Linked DNA regions of Bos taurus: region 2 is linked to region 1. Evidence: chromatin contacts called from public Hi-C data. All regions are on one chromosome and are shown on one strand. Each heading gives the region's core, a stretch centred on a gene start, on an enhancer-like site or on the middle of the called end of the contact. The rest is flanking DNA. Distances are from core to core; before and after follow the strand shown.

Evidence for each region. A called contact is a pair of places that touch in the nucleus more often than the background predicts.
Region 2: a contact with region 1 is called in a Hi-C map of skin fibroblasts, with 4 times the contacts expected there. The contact joins two enhancer-like sites. A contact is called at or near these places in 3 of 11 Hi-C or Micro-C datasets (liver, skeletal muscle and skin fibroblasts).

The regions. Positions count from the first base shown.
Region 1 is chr15:57,917,489-57,922,107 of ARS-UCD2.0, reverse strand. No RefSeq gene overlaps it. Among named protein-coding and RNA genes, the nearest start is that of BBOX1, 160 kb to the right of the region's middle. Within about 2 kb of position 3,102, at least 19 of the 102 cell types and tissues checked have an H3K27ac peak or open chromatin away from gene starts, as enhancers often do. A contact at or near this core is called in skin fibroblasts, where this site is marked.
Region 2 is chr15:57,986,735-57,991,539 of ARS-UCD2.0, reverse strand. No RefSeq gene overlaps it. Among named protein-coding and RNA genes, the nearest start is that of CCDC34, 99 kb to the left of the region's middle. Within about 2 kb of position 1,854, at least 6 of the 102 cell types and tissues checked have an H3K27ac peak or open chromatin away from gene starts, as enhancers often do. A contact at or near this core is called in skin fibroblasts, where this site is marked.

The sequences.
Region 1 (4,619 bases), core at 1,853-4,352:
CTTCTCCTACTAGTGTTAGGATTTCAAGGGGGCACAAGTTTCCTGACCTTAGGCTAGAGGACCCTTGAGTAGCACTGTATAGGGTCCCTCACAAGCATGACCAGCCCGCCGGCAATTAATGACATTTCAGGAGAGAACCTTGAGACATGTTCTCCTTCCAGTGAATGATGCCCTTGCCTATTGATAAGTCTTCCCCACTAATGCCTGTTTTCCTGTGTCTTGCAGCATTCATCCCAGGGCTCTGGGGGACGTCTGCCTGGCCCAATGTCCTTGCAACACTTTACTCAAGGTCTTTTGGGTTGTTATGCCAACAGAACACCTCAGGCAATATTCTCATGGCTACTTAGAGATTGGAAAAAAGATTAGACTCCCTTTTTAAAAAACTTTTAATTTAATATTGGAGAATAGCTGATTAACAGGGCTGGTGGTCCAGCTGGTAAAGAATTCACCTGCAATGCAGGAGACCTGGGTTTTATCCCTGGGTCAGGAATATCCCCTGGAGAAGGAAATGGCAACCCACTCCAGTATTCTTGACTGGGAAATCCCATGGACAGAGGAGCCTGGTGTGCTATAGTCCATGGGGTCACACAGAGTTGGACACGACTGAGCAACTAAGCATGAACGTGAGCACGATAGCTGATTAACAATGTTGTGATAGTTTCAGATGGACAGCAAAGGGACTCAGCCATACATATACCTGTGTTCATTCTCCCCCAAACTCCCCTCCCATCCAGGCAGCCACATGACATTGAGCAGAGTTCCCTGGTCTACAGTAGGACCTTGTGGGTTATCCACTTTAAATATAGCAGTCTGTACACGTCTATCCCAGACTTCTTCACTATCCCTTCCCCACATCTTTCCTCCCTGGCAACCATAAGTTCATTCTCTAAGTCTGCGGACTCCCTTTTTATTGAACAGAAAAGTGTAAAACTTGGCTTACACTTTCACCTTGTCCTCTAGATGTGGATATTGTCATGGACACAGCTGGATAGGATGTTAGAAACAGCCTTGTGGTCAGTCTAGTTTCCCATCCTCTCTTCTAAGTTTAGGGCCTGAGAGCTAGTTTTGGTATCTGCCTGGCTGTGGAAGGTGCTTCCTTCCCTCTACCTCATTCACTCAATTTGTATGACTTGAGGAGCCTACTATGTGTCAGGGGATGTTCCAGATGGTAGTGATATGAGATAGACCCTGCTTTCACAGAACTTTCGAATTCTATAAGGGTGATTGACATTAGTAAAGGCAATTACCAATATGACAAGCACTCTCATCAAGGAAGCAGCAGGTGCTACAGGAATTCATAAATGGAGCACTACCTAATGAGATCACGGAAGACTTCCTGATAGAAGTAACTACTAAACTATGCCGACACTTGTGAGGCGTTGATGAGTGAAATTTCCATGAATTGTGTCATCAAGGTTTGAACGTTTTCTTACTTCAAAGGGGATAGTTAAATTCACTGTATAAATGGAGATTGAGCAGAAATTTGAAATAATTTGAAAAATTCTAATTAAAGACTCATGTCTAAAATTAAAAAAGGTCTAGGTTTCTCCCTACCATCTCCCTCACCCTTAGGGGTGGGCAGACCTATAATTTAACCTGGGTATGGTTAAATCTTTTGAATTTTAATTGACATTGATAAACAAGAGGATGTTTAAAAAAGGGGGTCGCCAAGAGGTGGAGAGACTTGAACCTTTGTCGTACAAGGACAGGACTGTATTTTTTAAAGGCATGAATATTTTCTTTATTACAATGTTTAAAAATATGCATTATTTCCAGATTACTCTTTTCTAAAAATAACGGCTTTATTGAGATAATTCACATGCAATTCATTACATAGGACACAATTCAGTGGATTTTAGGAGATTGCACAACCATCACCACTATGTAAGTTCAGAACATTTTCATCAGTCCTCAAAGCAGACTTGTGCCTATTAGTCACTCCTTACTGTTCTCTCCCTCCAGCGCCTTGCAGCCAGCGATCTACTTTCTATCTCTAAGGATTTGTCTATTCTGGCCATTTCATTATAAATGGACTTATATAACACGTGGCCTTTTGGTTTCCTGTTTCTTTTACTTAACGTAATAATTTCAAGGTCTCATACATTCTTGATAAGGTATAAATTAGCTCCATATTTGGATAAAAATGTGTTACTATCAACCAAAAATTTACATGCATCTACTCTGATTCAGAAACTTTATGTCCAAGAATTAATCCCTCAGAAATGTTCTCACAATAAGACAGTTGTGAAAAGCCATTGGTTGAAACATTAACAAAGACTAGGAAAAAAAAAATCTAAGGCTCTCAGTTAGGAATCTGGCTGAATATATTACAGTCTATAGTAGAGAGATGTGCAGACATTCACAGAATAAGAAAGTCCTGTATGAAATCGTGTGGAATGATCTCCAGAAAGTATTGATAAGTGAATATAAGGGAACATAGCAAGACAGAGAACAGTGTATAAAGCTGACTTTCACCAGTGTAAAAAAAAAAAAGTATGCATATACATTTATGTGTGTGTGTATATATATGTGTGTGTGTATATATACACACACATACAGAGAGTGAGAATGAGAGAGCGAGAGAGAGGGTGGGAGGATACAGAGGGAGGAGGGAGGAATAAGACAAAGGAGAGGAGGAAAATGTCTCTGGCACGATGTCTAAAAATGATTAATAGTGATTGTCTCCAGGGAAGGGACACAGGAAAGGGGGTCTAGAAGACAGGGAGGGGAATAGAGGGAGACTTACTTCACATTGCTCTCTTAAAAAAAATTGAACCAATTTATAGACATGCAAATATTTAGGATTGTATTTTAAAGGGGATACAGTAAGGCAGCAGCAGAGCCATGAGAAACCTCACATTTTGCCTGGGACAGAGTAGACCTCCATCCCCCTCCTGCTCATTAAATAGTACATACATTCCAGATGGAATGCCCTATATGATGACTCAGAGTCATTAATAACATGACCACTTGTGCAGTGCCAAGATTAGACAGCCAAAAGCCGAGAGTCTGTTGTGCTGAAGTGGTGCTGGGTGGGAAGCACTCTCTCCAGAGATCAGGGCAGGGTATGACTTGCCACAGGAGGGTTCATAGAATGTTTAGACTGTGACTCATGAAGGTCGCAGATGAATAAATAGCTCTCTTTCTGCTGTGACTGTTGACAGAACTGGTGACAGCTTACCTTTGCAGTTGCCAAAAAAAAAACCTGATTCTGATTTTTGACAAGTCAGATTTTCTTAACAAGCCAGGCCCTCCAGAGGGACCACCATGAACCTGGCCAAAGGCAAAGGGCAATGAAGCAATGGGTGCTCTTGAAAGCTATGAAATCAGAAAAGCAGACATCTCCTCCCAGCCAAGGAAGAATCGTCACTGGGAAGGAAGGAATGGAGGAAGGAAGCTTTGCTGTTCTAGAATTGGAGTGGTTATCTTGTTTCTTCATGTGGCTAGTTGGCCATAGACTACCACTTTGTTCTCTGTTAATAGCCTTAGAGTCTCATAATTCCAATGAGAAGAAACATGATCCTCTTTTTGGAAATAATTGTATAATTTAGGATATATTTGCTTACAAGTAACAAAAAATCTGACTGATAGCGCCTAAGCCATAAAGATGGTTAACTATCTTATGTAATATGAAGACTGGAAGTAAGTACTCTAAAGTGAGAGCTTTAGCACAAGAATGTCATCAAGACGCCAGGAACATTTCCATTCTCCATACATATGTGGGTCATTGATTCTCCTGGTTTCCCTGTGGCTGCAAGATGGCTACCATATTCCTAGATATCACAACAGTATTCAAAAATAGAAAGCTGATAGGTGGGGTGTAGAGAGGCAAAGGGTCCTTTCCCTGGAATGACTATGCCATTTTATCAATGAAAGAACAAAAGTATCACAGAAGCCCTCCCAGTTGACTTACACTTATATATAATTGATCAGGACACTATTAATCAGAATTGGGTCATGTGTCCATCTACCCTTAGCTGTAAGGGAGACTGGCAAAATGAAACTGTTAATGAACAGCCGTGAATGACTTAGACATTATGATTCAACCCTACAAGCCTGGACACTTTGCTGTCTTGTCTGTTGACAAGGAAGAAATTTACTGAAGGCAGGGAATGGTTTTTACCATATACCCTTAGAAAGCTACTTAAACATTATACTATGAAGACACATCATTAACATAAAATTAAAAAAAACAGGGATAGAGGTGTGAATAAGTAGAATTTTCAAGGCAAGAAGATCTACAGGGATGTGATGTATCCCAGAGACTTAGCGGGTGCTCATAGAAGATTGCAGAGAAAAACAACATCACTTAACATGCCCTTTGCTATTCTCATCCTCTGTGAACCTTCCCAGCTTCCCCAGGTAGAGTCCCAGATCTTTCTCCCTGCTCCTGTTGCACTCTGCACACTCATTGATCATACCCATCACCACACTGAATTCAGAGTCAACAGAAAGTTATTGTGTCCCTACTCAGTCCCAGTCCTGTGTATTGCGTCTTTCTGCATCAGTGCTGGGAGATCTTCCATGGCTTCCCATTGTCACCCAGGAATGGGCTTTCATTGAAGGTAAACCCAGGTGATCATTTAACTAAGCTCACAAGGCCTTTTGTGCTCAATCCA
Region 2 (4,805 bases), core at 605-3,104, 71 kb before region 1:
GAAAAATATGACATCAAATTTCAAATAGAAAATGACATAAAAACTATCTCAAGGAAAAATGGAAACAGGAGTACAAACTTCACGAGTAAAGAAATGGAACTAGTCATTCAAAGTTAACCCGCTAACCCTCCATAAGACCAGATGAGTTGGACTAATCATTCAAGGAACAGATAATTGCAGACTGATAATAATTTTATCAAAGAATAGAAGGAAAGGGAACATTTTCCAACTCAAACAGAGTATAAGAAAAGAAGATTATAAACCAGCTACATTTACAAATATTTTGTTGGTCAAAAAGTTCACTTGGGCTTTCCCATAACTTATGGAAAACCCAAATGAAATTTTTGGCCAGTTCAATAAATGTGCTTATAAGCAGAATAGTTGAATATTAATAAACCTATTAAAATAAAAGTGGATTTATCATAGGAATGCAAAGATGAGTTGATATTAAAAAGATGAAAGGAGAAAAGTATCAACAGGGTTTGATAAAATTCAATACCTGTCCATAATTAAAAACTTAGGAAAATAGAAGGAAACTTGCTCAATTAATAAGGGCATGTACTAAAGATCTACAGCAAACATTTTTTAAGGATGACATGTTAAAATCTTTTGCTTTAAAATCAGGGATAAGACAAAGACTCTTTCTGTTAATCAGGATAGAAAGGCAACAGAAGTGGAGAAACATACCTTGTTCATTGATGTGATAACTCAGTATCAAGAAGATATCAATTCCCCCAAATTAACTTGCAAATTATAGCAAAAACCTCAATAGAGTTTTTCCTGGAACTTAATCAAGTCATCCTAAAATTGATATAAGTTTTGGTATAAAAAAAATAGACAAGATTGGTGAGGAGGGTGTTGGAATTCTTCTGTCGGATATAAACATGCTGTAAAGCTGTAGCAATTAAGATTGTGTAGTGTCATGATAGGAATAAACGGAACAAAGCCCAGAAGCCAACCCGCACTGATAGGTAAGCCTGACATATGACGAATGTGACATTATTGGTGTGGAAATGATGGTGGTACTAGGAATAAGTGTTACTAGGAAAATTGGTTATCCTTTTGGGAAAAATATGTTTGTTTCCTACCCCACATATTCCAAAGTAAATTCATGATAAATTATAAGCCTAAATATGAAAATTGAACACTGGAACTTTGTAGAAGAAAATACAGGAGAAGTGTTTTTTATTTTGGGGATTTTTAAAATTCTTGAACAATGCTTTGATTTTTTTATTTCCTAGCAAGAGAAAGAACAGATGAAAAGACTGATAAATATGATTCCATTAAAATAAAAATGTCAATAGAATTTCTGGCAGTTAATAGCAATCCCTATTTGTGAGGATTAAATATATTAACATGAAAAGTAATTACATTTGAACATACAGCACTACAAAATATTTGTATTGTTTCTTTTATAGGGTGTTTTCCCCATGATAATTACAATAAAGCTAGCTTTACCATGTATTTTTTTCTCTTTAAGACACATCTGGATATGTAGCAAATGATGTAACTAAAGGAAGAGAATATTACCCAAAAACTACCTGAAAATGTGTATTTCATTTTTAGGCAAGCTTGGCAATTGTTTTAATCTCTTCCATGGGAACCAGTCTTCATTTGCATGAACTCTGTAGCTTGTGGTCTTTTCTTGGTAATGTTAACATGGAGCAAATTCCTCTGGGTAACTTGCTTTGTGTGCCCAGAATACAACTACTAAGAATGTAACTGTTGGCAGTCCTTTAGTGGGTCTGAGACTGCTTTACTACTGGGGCCTGAACTGGTTAATGTGGGATCCAGGAGCCTTCTGTGTATTCACTTTTGACCCCGAGTCATCATTTTATGTTCCCATCTGGGCCCTTCCACATTTATCTCTTGCAGGCTGCTGAAATCAACAAGTGAACTTGCATTCCTGCTTCTATGTTAGACTGCACCAAAATATTGCCATAATCAGAAAAGAAACATTTGTAGAAGCTCTGGGAGTCTTAGATATTAATCATTTGACAGATAAAAATCAGGAGATTCTGGGCTTGTGTTGATTCCAGAGGTGAAGGGTGGTCTTTTTAAAAAAAAAAACAAAACAGTCATTCCTCAAAAGGATATTATTTCTGGCCCCTTGGCCGAGTCCAAGTTTCAAAAGGCAATCTTGCTAAACCCAAGTTCTTCTGCATTACAAATAAACTAGCATTACCATGCACCCCATAAGCAGCAGCAAGAGCTGTTTTTGCTTCAACCCATAGCACAGTTCAGAAGGTCAGACGTGACCACAGTATCTCCTGTTATTTCAGGGCTCACATGTGTTTGCCTTGGCGCCATTTCCCTGGCATTCGGTTTCCGTTATTTTTCCATGGGTTTGGCTTGCAGAAATCAAAGAAGCATATTTTTGAAAATAAGTGAAGTTCGGACAGATGAAGTATTCTGAACTGGTGGTGACTGGACCCAGTGGGAGGCAATACATGCCTCCCTGTTCACATCCAGTAGCATGGTCCTGACCCTGAATATGGCAAATGCGAGTGATGATGAAGGTGGAGGCTGCCGCACTGCTCAGGGCTGGCCAGAGCCGCTGCCTCACTCCCCAGCCAGACTCCAGTGATACTCAGCTGTCTCCCTTCAGGGTACCTGGAGGCTGGAGCTAAATACTCAGGAGAGTGGAGGGTCACCCTCAGTGAACCATTGTCCATTTTAGCCTCAGTGATAGCTGATTGTTGTTAGTGGGAAGATAATGAGATTGGCCCATTGCTTTGACTTGTTTTTGTCGCTGCTGGGAGCTCTCTGCAGAATGTGTCTGCGAAACAGACACTCCTGCTGTATAAAACACAATTAAGATCACGTCTATGGGGTTAAACTGATAGCAGAGTCTTCAGGGCCTGTAGCTACCATAGAGTAGAAGATGTAGTAGGTGGGGTGGGGATGGCTGGAGCCTGGGTAGTACAGTGGCTCCCAAGCTTGTTTGCCCACTGAGGTCACTTGGAATGTTTCAAAAACTATGCATTCATGTGTTCTAGCTCAAGTGTGTGTGTATGCTCAGTTGTGCTGGACTGACCCCATGGGCCGTAGCCCACCAGGCTCCTCTGTCCATGGGATTTCCCAGGTGAGAATGCTGGAGTGGGGTGCCATTTCCTCCTCCAGGGGATCTTCCCGACCCAGGGATCTAACCCGTCTTTCCTATGACTTCTGCATTGGCTGGAGGATTACTTTACCACTTGAGCCACCTTGGGAAGAGGTTGTCATTAAATATGTTTGCAGATTCACCGGGATTTTGGCGGTTTTTAAAGGTCCCCAGGCGACTTGGGAACCGCTGATGTGGTAGCAAAAGCCCAAATGTTGAAGTTGCACAGCCTTGGTTTGAGTCTCAACTCCAAAATTTAAGGGCTGTTTGACTTTGGCCAAGCCATGAAACAGTTCCAAGTCTCAGCTTTCTCATTTTCAATATGGGGATGATCTTTTCTCCCTTATGTAGCTGTTACAGAGAGTGAGTATGAACATGTTATGTTTTTAATAGTAACAATGTTACATTAGTAGTCAGAGATTAGGGTAGCAGTGCAAGTCCTATTTCCTAGGCCATACAGTGGAGCTGGTAATAGTTTGTGCTCTGAACCCTGGCTCCACTGTTTGACCTTGGGCAAATGTCTTTGCCTCTAAATCTTCATTCCCCTTGTTGATAAAATGGGGGGTTGTTCTTCCTTTACAGGGTTGATATGAGGTTTAAATGACAGATACACTTAGCATTTATGTTAGACAATATGAAATTACTATTTTGCAGCTTTAAAGTGGTAGAATATCAGCATTTTCTTGTGTTTAACCTAATACTGGGTTTTCAAAAATGTTAGTAACTATTATTACTATTAATCAATATGACCTGGAGACAATTATTTCAGAGTATCTCAGTTTCCCCATCCATAAAATGAACACATTTAGAGTTTGCTTCTTCACAGAATTGATACCAGATTTCAGTGAAATGATGTTTGTGAAATCACTTTGAAGATTATAAAATATGAAGAAATCATGATAACAAAAACATTCTTGGAAACTGGGCATTTCACGTATATATATATATAATGGTAAATATTTAGTTAAAGGGGTATGACTGAACAGTATGAAACTCAGGAAGGGAAATAAGTCATATGGAGAATCCCTTGTCCTTTGGGATTCAGACAAAATTACTTTTTAAAGCCTACTCCAAGTTTACTGCCTCTCCAGCCTTGTGGGGAGCAGAGACCAGTGAACCCAACGGCTTCTACCATGGACCAACTTGCCTTATTGTGAGGAGAGGTGTGGCCGAATCTGTGCAGGAATAACTGCCATGCGATACCTACTCCACGCCAGACTCTGCTGAAGTTTCTTACACACACGACCTCATCTCATTCCTGGTGAGATCCCCAGTTTTTGCAAGGGAGGAAATTATTATCCCGATTTTTCACAGGTGAGGAAATGGGGGCACAGAGAGATTAAATAACCTGTCCAAAGTCACACAGGTGTAATAGTAAAAGACATTCAAGAAACGGGGATTGTGGAAAACATTTGTGGTGATGAATACATTCAAAATCACATCAAATTATAACAAATAACAAAATATTGTATCTAGAGCTCGTCTGTGCTTTTCCACCTTTCACTTTTTCTTTTGGCTGTGCCATGTGGCATGCACAGTCTGAGTTCCCTGACCAGATATCGAACCCATGCCCGCTGCATTGCCAGTGTGGGATCTTAAACTCCTCAGCGTAAGCCATGCAATATTTTCTACAAGAAATATATCTAGGCACTGGTTAAAAAGCTTACTTTAACATTCCTTGTAGAAAATGTCTCCTGGCTTA